Regions from separate parts of the Ovis aries genome. Here region 2 is linked to region 1. Evidence: chromatin contacts called from public Hi-C data. All regions are on one chromosome and are shown on one strand. Each heading gives the region's core, a stretch centred on a gene start, on an enhancer-like site or on the middle of the called end of the contact. The rest is flanking DNA. Distances are from core to core; before and after follow the strand shown. Region 1 has its middle 4.5 kb from the start of RPS3A. Region 2 holds the start of LRBA (LPS responsive beige-like anchor protein).

The links. Hi-C and Micro-C count contacts between places; a contact is called where the count stands out from the background.
Region 2: a Hi-C map of liver shows a contact between it and region 1, with 2.2 times the contacts expected there. The contact joins the promoter of LRBA here to the enhancer-like site in region 1.

What each region holds. Positions count from the first base shown.
Region 1 is chr17:6,896,062-6,901,151 of ARS-UI_Ramb_v3.0, reverse strand. No RefSeq gene overlaps it. Among named protein-coding and RNA genes, the nearest start is that of RPS3A, 4.5 kb to the right of the region's middle. Within about 2 kb of position 1,376, at least 12 of the 54 cell types and tissues checked have an H3K27ac peak or open chromatin away from gene starts, as enhancers often do. A contact at or near this core is called in liver, where this site is marked.
Region 2 is chr17:6,962,974-6,968,402 of ARS-UI_Ramb_v3.0, reverse strand. LRBA (LPS responsive beige-like anchor protein) reads right to left here and starts at 1,773. Exons shown (of 57, transcript XM_060400971.1): 1 at 1,481-1,773; 2 at 454-892. The coding sequence starts at 672.

The DNA of each region.
Region 1 (5,090 bases), core at 127-2,626:
TCAAATCCCTTACGATTATACAGTGGAAGTGAGAAATAGATTCAAGGGATTAGATCTGATAGACAGAGTGCCTGATGAAGTATGGACAGAGGTTCATAACTGTGCAGGAGGCAATGATCAAAACCATCCCCAAGAAAAAGAAATGCAAAAAGGTAAAATGTCTGTCTGAGGAGGCCTTACAAATAGCTGAGAAGAGAAGAGAAGAGAAGCTAAAGACAGGGGAGAAAGGGAAAGATATACCCATCTGAATGCAGAGTTCCAAAGAGCAGCAAGGAGAGTAAGAAACCCTTCCTGTGATCAACGCAAAGAAATAGAGGCAAAGAATAGAGTGGGAAAGACTAGAGATCTAGGAGATGGTGAAGGACAGGGAAGCCTGATGTGCTGCAGTCCACAGGGTTGCAGAGAGTCAGGCACAACTAAGTGACTGAAAACAGCAACAAGTTACCCCCTTACAGTGTAAGGGAAGTGACTTCAATTCCCACTTAGAACCAGCAATAATGGCTGCACGGGTATCAGAAAAAACGTGAGTGTGCCTGGGACGTGTGCTGCTTCTGTGGCAGCAATGGCGGTACGGAGTCCAATTCGATTGTGCGGCTGCACCTCTGTCACGCCGCCGCACCACCATGTGCAGACGTGAGGTCAGCTTCCCTTCCTAATTCTCTTGCTTCCCTCCTTGGACAAGCTCCTTCTTCCCATCTGTTCCCAAGAAACCACCTGGCTGAGCGCACTCCAAGGAGAGCAACACTTGACCTTTAAATAAGGTTAAGGGCAGGGAGGGGCTCGGTGAGCGCGCAGCTGAGAAAAAGACAGCACCTCTGCCATTCATTTTGGAGCGAGAGAAAGAGAAAAGGAGAGTTAGCAGTTACTGAGTGTCTACTATGTGCCTGTGCTAGGCTTCCAATGTACACTGTGTCATTTAAATTTTCAGTAACCACAGGATTCAGGTATTGTTCCCACTCAATCAGTGAGAAAATAGACTCTAATACAAAGTCCCGGGCCACGTGGCAAAGCGATGGCTTGAAACCAGGTCTGGCTTCAAATCCATGTTGTTTCAGTTATACCCTGAGGCCTTTAAACTTTTAAAACTGTCTTTTCTTGTTTTCAAATACATTATCTCCTCTATATAACTCTGAAGAGCATCTGGTTACCTTAAGAAATTTTCCAGGCCTTACTGTGTTTGACATGACCAATAAAATATTCTGCAGCACTTGGAGAATTCAGCTGATCTTTTGTCACAGGGCAATGAAAGGTGGCAGTTGGCAACAAGATAAGGAGCTTAAGCCAGAATGCAAATTAGCATACTACTTCCTCAAGAGAGAGCTCTACCGTGGAAAAACACCCTCACCTGAACAATGTGTTCCGTGACAGGATTGATTTCATTCTCTTTGCCAACTGATCATAGTTTGTTGACCTGTACTGTTCTGATCACTGTGCTCCGGGAGAAAACAGAGTGCATTTTCATAATTCCATTTGGAACACCTCTACAATGAGAACTCATTACTCCATTTTCACTTTGTAAACAGAAAAGAAAGAGAAAAGCTAAGTTTCAAAAGAAAATGTGTAGTCTGATATCAAGTAAAAATATTAATCAGGATTCATCATTGAGTCATTCATCCATTCATTTAAGACTAATATACAAAGAGAGATATTTAGGACAGTCTCTGCCTTCTTCCCAGGAGGGAATGAGGTAGTGAAAGTAACATGGCTTGCCAGGCTTCTCACTTCATGGAATTCTCCAGGCAAGAATTCTGGAGTGGTAGGAAAGCACCAATTAAGAAAAAAATCATTACAGTGAAATGTGATTATCTCTGATTTCCTCTTTTTCTTCCCACGTCAATTAATCAGCATATTCTTTAGGCTCTCATTTCAAAACATAACCAGAATTTTCACTTCATCCTTCTACCCAGGGCAACTGCACTCACTTGAAGCCCAGAGGATGCCGTCTGCATTTTAGTCTCCTTGAATGGGGTCCTGCCACCATAGCTCTCCACCCTGCGCACTGCCGCCTCTGTCCCCCTGCGTGGAGCTCCTGCCGTCTCCTTGAACGTCTCCTGCTCACCACACAGCGCTCTCCACGCAGCAGCCAGTGTCACTCTGCTCCTCAAAGGCCTCCGATGGTTTCTCATCCCACACAGGAAAACATCAGGTCCTTACTGTGGCCTGCAAGCCCCGCCTTATCTGAAGTAGGCAACAAGGTCATTTTCTAAATATGACAGGGGATAGGCTGAGTTGGGGATGGGAACAGCATTGTCAGCGACTGGAATAGTCACACTTTGAGAGGAAGGGGAAGGGTTGTTGACAGGGAAAAGGGTTGTCAGGGGCCCAAGACTCAACTGAGATCATTGATTTCTAACAGTTCCAGTCTGAAATGTGCAGTTTTCTCTAACCACTCCATGAGGGTAGGGGTCATTGTAAGGGTGTGGAAAAATGCACGGTACTTTCTGCTGCAACCCAAACTCTTCCAACACTTAAAACAACAAACATTTATTATTTCTCACGATTCTACGCGTCAGCTGGGTGGGTCTTCTGTTCTGGGCGAGCTCATTTGGACTACATGGTCTAGGATGGCCTTTTTAAAAAACACCTAATGGTCAGTAGCCAGATTGTTCTGGAAAGACCTCAGCTGGGCCTTGTTATTTCCCCTTCAAATCACGGCTCCTCTCCAGCAGGCTAGATCAGGCTTCTTCAGGAAGTGAGCTCAGTGTTCTGAAGAGCAGAGAGAGCGAGTCCACGTGTGCCAGCATCTTTTAAGTCACTGCCCAACTTGCTAATGTCCCTTGATGAAAGCAAGTCACACTATCAAGCCCAGAGTCAGGGTGAGAGGGGACAACACATAGTCATAGATAGAGGCAGGAGTGAAAAAATAGGGGCAAATACTACCATGAAGGGTAAATTGCACACTGAAGTAGGTTTAGGGTTTTCTGGGCAGGGTCAGAGAGGGCTAGGGCTTCAAGGAAGTACAGAGTTTTGGTGAAAAAGTATGTTGTTCACATGAAACAACCATGAGCTGCAGCTAAAAAGAAAAGGAAATGAGATAGGGGTGTTTACAGATTGGGAGAAAACGATGTTACAATTCTGGAACCCATTCGAACATGGTCAGGGGAGACATTCCCACACCAACAAAAAACTCTTGGCCACCAGCTGGGTATCCTAAATATAACTTGATTCACAATTGGAAGGGTTAACGGCTCAGTCTTACAAGACTCCCAACACCCCTTCAGATGCCAATCACAATTATGCTCACTGGGTTTAAATCTGACATTGAAGATTTCTGAAAGAATAAGGAACAACAAAGGGATATAAATTGAACACATGAAGCATAATGTTATAAAGCAATGTAAATTCAATAGAAAATAAAGTTTAAAGACGTGACATAGGGCTTCTCTAGTGCTCCAGAGGTTAAAAATCCGCCTTGCAATGCAGGGGACACCAGTTTGATCTCTGGCATGGGAAGATCCCACATGCCGCAGAGCAACTTATCCTGTGCACAACCGCCAAGCCCATGTGCCTAGGGTCTGTGCTCTGCAACGAGAAGCCACCTCAAGAGAAGCCTGCACACCGCAAGGAAGAAGAGGGCCCACGAACCACAACTAGGGAAAGTCCGGGGCAGCAACAAAGTCTCACCACAGCCAAAAAACAAAAAAAAGAAAGAAATCTTTAAAATAAATAAGTGACATAAACTGAAAAAAAGCACTTTTTATTTCAGAAATAAAAAACATAGCAATCAAACTTCAAACAAAATCACTGGATGGATTTAACAGATTAGTCAAAGATGGAAAGAGAAAAAAGCAATATTGACACCTTAGTGTTGCTGTTCAGCCGCTAAGTCGTGTCCAACTCTTTGCAAACTCATGGACTCCAGCACACAAGTCTTCCCTGTCCTTCACTATCTCCCAGTTTGCTCACACTCATATCTATTGAGTTGGTGACGCCATCCAACCATCTCGTCTTCTCTTGCCTTCTTCTCCTTCTGACCTCAGTCTTTCCCAGCATCAGGGTCTTTTCCAATGAGTCAGCTCTTGACTTCAGGTAGCCAAAGTATTGGAGCTTTAGCACCAGTCCTTACAATGAAAATTCAGGATTTATTTCCTTTAGGATTGACTGATTTGAACTCCTTGCAGTCGAAAGGACTCTCAAGAGTCTTCTCCGGCACCAGAATTCAAAAATATCAATTCTTCAGTGCTCAGCCTTCTTTATGGCCCCATTCTTATACCTGTACTGGTTGAGACTTTACTAGGTTTGCTATACTGACAATTTCTGTTCCATTGTATTCCATCTCAATTTTGAAATTCCTAGACCCGTTGAGACCCAATAAACTGATTCACACCTCTCATGCTATCTTTTAATGGATATATTTTAATTAAAACTGATGATTGCACCATACAAGACAACAGTGCTAGAGAAATACAATTTTTAAAAAGCTTTCATTACAAGGCAAAGTTGAGGACTGAAATTTGTACCTCTGACAAATCCCTTAGGTGCTGGTGTCTCCAGAATAAACTAGACGTAGCTGACTTCATTAATGACTCCCCTGGGACTCTTGCACTCTTGGGCAGAAAGAGGAATCAGTCTAGGAAGAAAGCAAGTTCAATTTTTATTCTGACTTGGGGGTTGATAAAATTTTCCATTGGGAAATTTTTAAACCAGCGAAGTGTCACCTATGAAGTAAACTTAGTCAAGGCAACTGTCAAATATAGAATTAATGGTTTATTACACTCAGTACCATATTTGGAAGGACTCATTGATTTCCACTGATCACTAGTAGTCTTGAATCTGTGATGAGACAAGAAAAATAAGGTCTGTAGACTTTTTCATAAAGCTAATTTAGAGTATGGGTTCTTTATGAATTTTTAGAGGGTTTTCTTTTTATTTGGGGGTCAAAATATAATTTTTAAGTGAAATGAGGCTGATAGAAAATGGCAGTTGTTTTTGGTTTTGTTTCACAGATTGGTGAAAATTTTAAATTGTTGTTGATTCCCCAAATTATTTTGAAAATCTAGATTGATCCTCAAAGTTCAAAAGACTGGGACCATCACCAATGTTGTCTACTCTTATTTATTCATCCAACAAATATTATGAGGGCCCACTAT
Region 2 (5,429 bases), core at 524-3,023, 67 kb before region 1:
GCCCTGTGAACAAGAATTTTGTTCAAAATTCATGGCAAAACATAACTTACTCAAAAAAGGAGTAGGTAGAACTACCCTTTACATTATTTCTCAACTCCAAAAAAAGGGCACAAGAACTTATTTAAAATGTCAAAGATAAATGCACACTTAGATATACATCCCAAGGGGAAAAAAAAAAATTATAGAATAAAACTCCTCCATAGGAGTCCTCCGTAATACTTCCATGGTAACAATTATTTTCTTAGGACCAAAGGATCTGCTCACTTTCACAAAACCTGGAGGGTGTAAGTTTACATAATTCCCCTTAAACTGAAAATATCAGAAAGTGATTAACTTAGGTCAGCAGAATTTTGTTTCTATCACCAGCCTGAGTGAAGCACATGGCTTCAGCTCTAAGGTCTTGTTCTCCAACCCACTGAGAAGATAACACTGGTAAAATAGAGATCTACTTACCAGGTTAAAGACAGTTTCCACAATATCCCTATTGGATACTTCTCCAACTTCAACCAAGCCTGTCAGCACGGCAAATTTCATTCTGATACCCCTGATGGGGAGTCCTGGCGTCAGGGACAAGGCACCCCCTTCGGGAGGGGCTTCTCCTCCTTTCCCTCCACCTCCCCCGGCATCACCTGTTGGTGGCGGGGATGGGACAGTATTGTCGTCACTGGCCATGGCGAGTTCACGGGAAAGGACAACTCAAGAGTCACGCCGGGACCCAGTCGCCGCGCTAGTAATAAGCACACGGACGCCACGCAAAACGGAAAGGGTCACTCTTCCGAGCTGTGGAGAAACCCCAAGAGCAGTTGGTGTGGAAAGTCCTTGGCGTCGCCCTGCTGATTCTGGAGAATGTTTGTCCAATCTCTCTCCCGGAGGCTGACAATAACGCCAAACCCTATTGGAAGATCAGATCGATGTTAAAGGGGCTCGGTTTTGTCGTAGGGTTTTCGGGGAGCGAGGGGAGTAGCTGCTGTCCGTCAAGTCAGTTCCTACGAGCACCCCGCCGCCAGCCACCCGCTTGCCCGCGGCTCGAGGCGCGGGGTCCCGAGCGCAGGCGGGAGCCGGAGGCCCGGGACCAGGCTCCCTCCTCCCCCACACCCGCGCAGGTTCCAGGCGCAGCGCACCCTCTCCTCACAGGTGCACGGGAAGAGAACTGTCGCCGGGAAAGGGGGGGCTGCAGGAAAGCAGGGGTCCCAAAGCTCCCCTCGAGGTGGGAAGTTCCCCTCACCCAGACACTCCGGGCTCGTCCTCGCCCCCCGCCCGGCAGCCGCGAGACGGAGGTGGCGGCGGATCCAGGGCAGGAAAGGGCGGGGGAAGGGGGCGGTGATGACTCTCAACGCTCGGCCCAGGGGGAGGAGTGGAGCACCTCGCGGGCACCTGAGGTTCGTCGGGGAGAGGCGGGAAGGTGTGCAGTGGCCAGGAGGGAGGGGGCGGCCCGGCGGCTACGGCGAGGAGAGGAGGGAGGAGAGAGAGGTCAGCGCACCTGGTCGCAGCCTCCAAGTTTCCCTAGTCCGCTCCCCGGGAGTCCGAGGCTGCACAGAACTCCATGGCTTCCTGGCCCGCCCCACCCCTGCGCTCAGCCTTTGCAAAAACAGCCGCTGCCGGCGCTACGGGCGCGGCTGCGGAGGCCGCCGCGGGCGGTGAGGATGCTACTGCCCCAGCTCGCCCCGCCACCGCTGGCGCGGCCGTCCCTGAGCCCGCTGAAGCTGCTCCCCGCCGCCATGACAGCGCCGAGGGCGGCCGGGCGCGGCGTGCGCGTGCGCGAGCGCGCGGGGCGGTGGGGCGGGCGCGACGGCGGAGGCGACCGCGCGGCGGGGTGGGGAAGCGAGCGCGGCCCCCGGGGGCCGGCGGGGCGGGGGCGCCGCGCGCGGGCTGGCTCCGGGACCGCCTGCGAGGACGGGCGGGCGCGCCACGCAGGTAGCCCCAGGTGTCTCCTTAGGCCGGCCAGAAAAGACCTTTCTTTGCAGGAGCCCACTCTTCCCCCGCCTTCCACTCCCGGATCTGTGAAGGTGCTTTGGCGAGTGCCCAGGCGGCGATTCTTAGGCTCCTTCTGTTATTAAGTTACCGTAGGATCTCCCGGCGCGGAGGGAACACGCCCCTCATTGCCAAGGTGTCTTCTTGGACTCGGAGAAGGACACCTGAGGGACCGCTACGAGCCAGAGAGGTGGCAGCGCCGGAGCCAGCAAGGCTGCTGCCCTTGTCTAAGGGGAGCACAGAGTCCCCACCTCTGACAGCTTTCAGCTGCTGCCCGCCCGCCGCGCTCGGCCAAGACTCGGGAAGAGATTACCACTGGGATGCTCTGACAGCTGCCACCTTCCCCTCGGAAGGGAGTGTAGGGCGGCAAGATCATGTGCATGAGGAACGGGGAAGATTCCTTGCAGCTGCCGCCCCACCGAACCTCTCCCACATTCTAAGGAAGGGAGGGTTCCTGAGACAGCTGCTCTAAACAGCGTGGAGACGGGTTCATTCTGCCTGTAGGTCTCTGAAGGGTGTTTTCCTCTCGGGATTTTCCAGTGTGAAAGTTAGTTTCGCCTCATTCTCAGATTAGTTTATGAGATCAAGTATATTAGGATTAGAAACAATTCGGATCATCTGTGTCCTTCCCCCCTGCCCCCCATCAACAGTGAAGTGTTCTTCCTGCCGCGTTGGTGAAGTCGCTCAGTCGTGTCTGACTCTTTGTGACCCCATAGATTGTAGCCTACCAGGCTCCTCCGTCCATGGGATTTTCCAGGCAAGAGTACTGGAGTGGGTTGCCATTTCCTTCTCCAGAGGATCTTCCCAACCCAGGGATCGAACCCGGGTCTCCCCACATTGTAGGCAGACGCTTTACCGTCTGAGCCATCAGGGACGCATTAGTGGAAAACAAACACACATTAGAGAAGAAAGTGGCTTTTCACCCTTAGGGTACTTACTGTTAGAAGCCTTAAGGCCTTAAATATATATATATATAATGTTTAAAATACTAGCAGTCAAAAGTGAAACAAAAGTGGTGTCAAAGTTACGAAGCACTACGGAGGAATCAGGAGAAAAACTATATTGGCTTGAGAGAGGAAATAGTTTCCTACAAAAAGGGTTATTTGAGATGGGCTTGAAAAATGAATTTGATTTCAACCATCACATGGAAACTTAGAAAGGAGGGGAGCAACATGAGAAAAGACCAGAAGTACAGGAGTGTCTTGGTTTTAAAGGTTTTAAAACACTTTTTAAAACACTACAGTGAATTCAGCTGTTCCACAGCTCATGGTTGCAAATGTTTGTTTTCTATAAATGGGTTTAATATTCCAAAGATGAGGCAGACAGTTTTCTCATGATCTGAAATGATGACTTGTGCGTGACTAGGTTAAGAGGCAGTTATCAAGAACTTGCTATTCCTGAAAACTTCTAACACCTCAGGTTTACATTTTAAATCCTTAAGTGAATAAATCTGGAGGAGAAGTGGGTGTGCCAGCAGGACGGAGAGACATCTTTCACTTCACTGTTAGCACCTGTGGAAGGAGGCAAGGCGGCATTTAAACCACGAAAGTCTTCTCATAGCCTTTGCTCCCTCTGATTTGGGCAGAGTCTAATCTTGAGTACTTAAATATCTGGCCTATAAGTGCTAATAGAGTATTTGTAAGAATACATGCCCTCATTGAGAGGAAGCAGATGATGCTGCATGCCCTAAACACAGTGTGATTGTTTCAACAGAAACGAAACTAAAGCAAGCATTTGAATTTATATATCACATCATCATCAGCGTTAGTTGCTCAGTCATGTCCAGCTCTTTGTGACTCCAGGGACTATAGCCCACCAGGCTCCTCGGTCCATGGGATTTCCTAGGCAAAAATCCTGGAGTGGATTGCTATTTCCTTCTTCAGGAGATCTCCCTGACCCAGGGATCAAACCCAGGGTAATCTGCATTACAGGCAGATTATTTACTGTCTGAGCTACCAGGGAAGCCCAAATGTATCACATAAAGAAAGATAAAAGCAAAATGTTTTAAGATGAAAGGGAAAACAGATCATCACAAGTCTTGTTTAGCAGAGAGGGAAAAAGGTATTGAAATTCTGAGGGGCAAATACACCCAAATTTGGAGAATAAAGATGAAAAAATTTGCTTTTAAAACGAGGGAAAGGAAGGAATGGGGGGAAAAAAAAGACTACCTTCTGTAAAGCCAAACTTAAACTTTTCATCACCATCTAACATATATCTCTCTCTAACATCACCATCTTCACAGAATTAAGGGCTAAGGGTTTTCATAATTTTACTTGCCTTCAGTGTACATTGAAGTCATAGCAAAGAAGAAAAAAAGCAGTGGATTTAGAACAAGAGGCCTTGTGCATAACTCAAATTGAAGCAAAGAGAATGTAATTCCAAGGTGAAATTAAAAAGACTTGATCTATAAGCCTTCACTATATGCAAAGAAAAGAAAATTTTGATAATAAAAATAGGATGGAATTTTTCTTTGTTTCTACCAGAAAGTACACCCAGTCCACTATAACTTCTTGACATTTTGCTAATTAGATTATAATTTAGGGAAAAGGTACCATTTACATGACTTACTACACACCTAAATGTATATTGCTGGATTTGTAGTTTTCTTCAAATTATTATTCAGTGTAACTTATATCACGGGCTGGAAATTCATGGCCTTGGCTTGCAGCACCCTCCTCATGAGAAAGGCACGCATTGCTTTTACTATTCGTTAAATCTTACAAACGTTAAGGAAAACTTGGAGTGACATCTTTATTGGGCTTTAGCCCCTTGGAACAATTGCAATTTAAGAGGAAAAGACATTTGCCTGCCCTTATAGTTGGAAACTCAAATATTTAAGATTAAAAATTTATGCAATTATTCAACATCTAGAAGTTCAAAATGATCCACATCAAGTTAATTACATTGGGAGCATTTTTAAATTCTTGTTTTCCTTGTGTATGTCACACAGGGATAGAGACTTTGAAAAGGGCAAGTATGCTAGCCAAGACATGCATTTTAAGGCATAAAATGTTAATGAAGTATTTAGCGTAGTTGACATAGACATACACCAGATTGGTTGATTTGTCTCTTTTATTTTCCCATGTCAGTTTTATTCTTAAATAGTGTATAAATAGGTTGCCTGTTTACAGTGTTCTCTTACAATGAGAGTAAAGTAGCTCTCAAAATGTATCCCTCTTACAATGAGAGATAATTACAAGATAGTAATTGTCATGAGACTACAAGGAAATGTACCACCACCCTACTCCCCCCTCCTTTGCAATCTATATAAGTGCATATCCCTGGAGTGACTCTTGGCACTGTTCCCTCAATTCTGAATTGCTTATCTAGGTGCGGTCTCTGAGAAGCCAGTGTGTCCCCTGAAAGTGGTAGGTTACCATTTCAGCCACCAAGATATAAGTGATGGTTCATATAGGTAATGAGACCAACAGGAGATTGTTTCCAAGCAGACAGGAGAG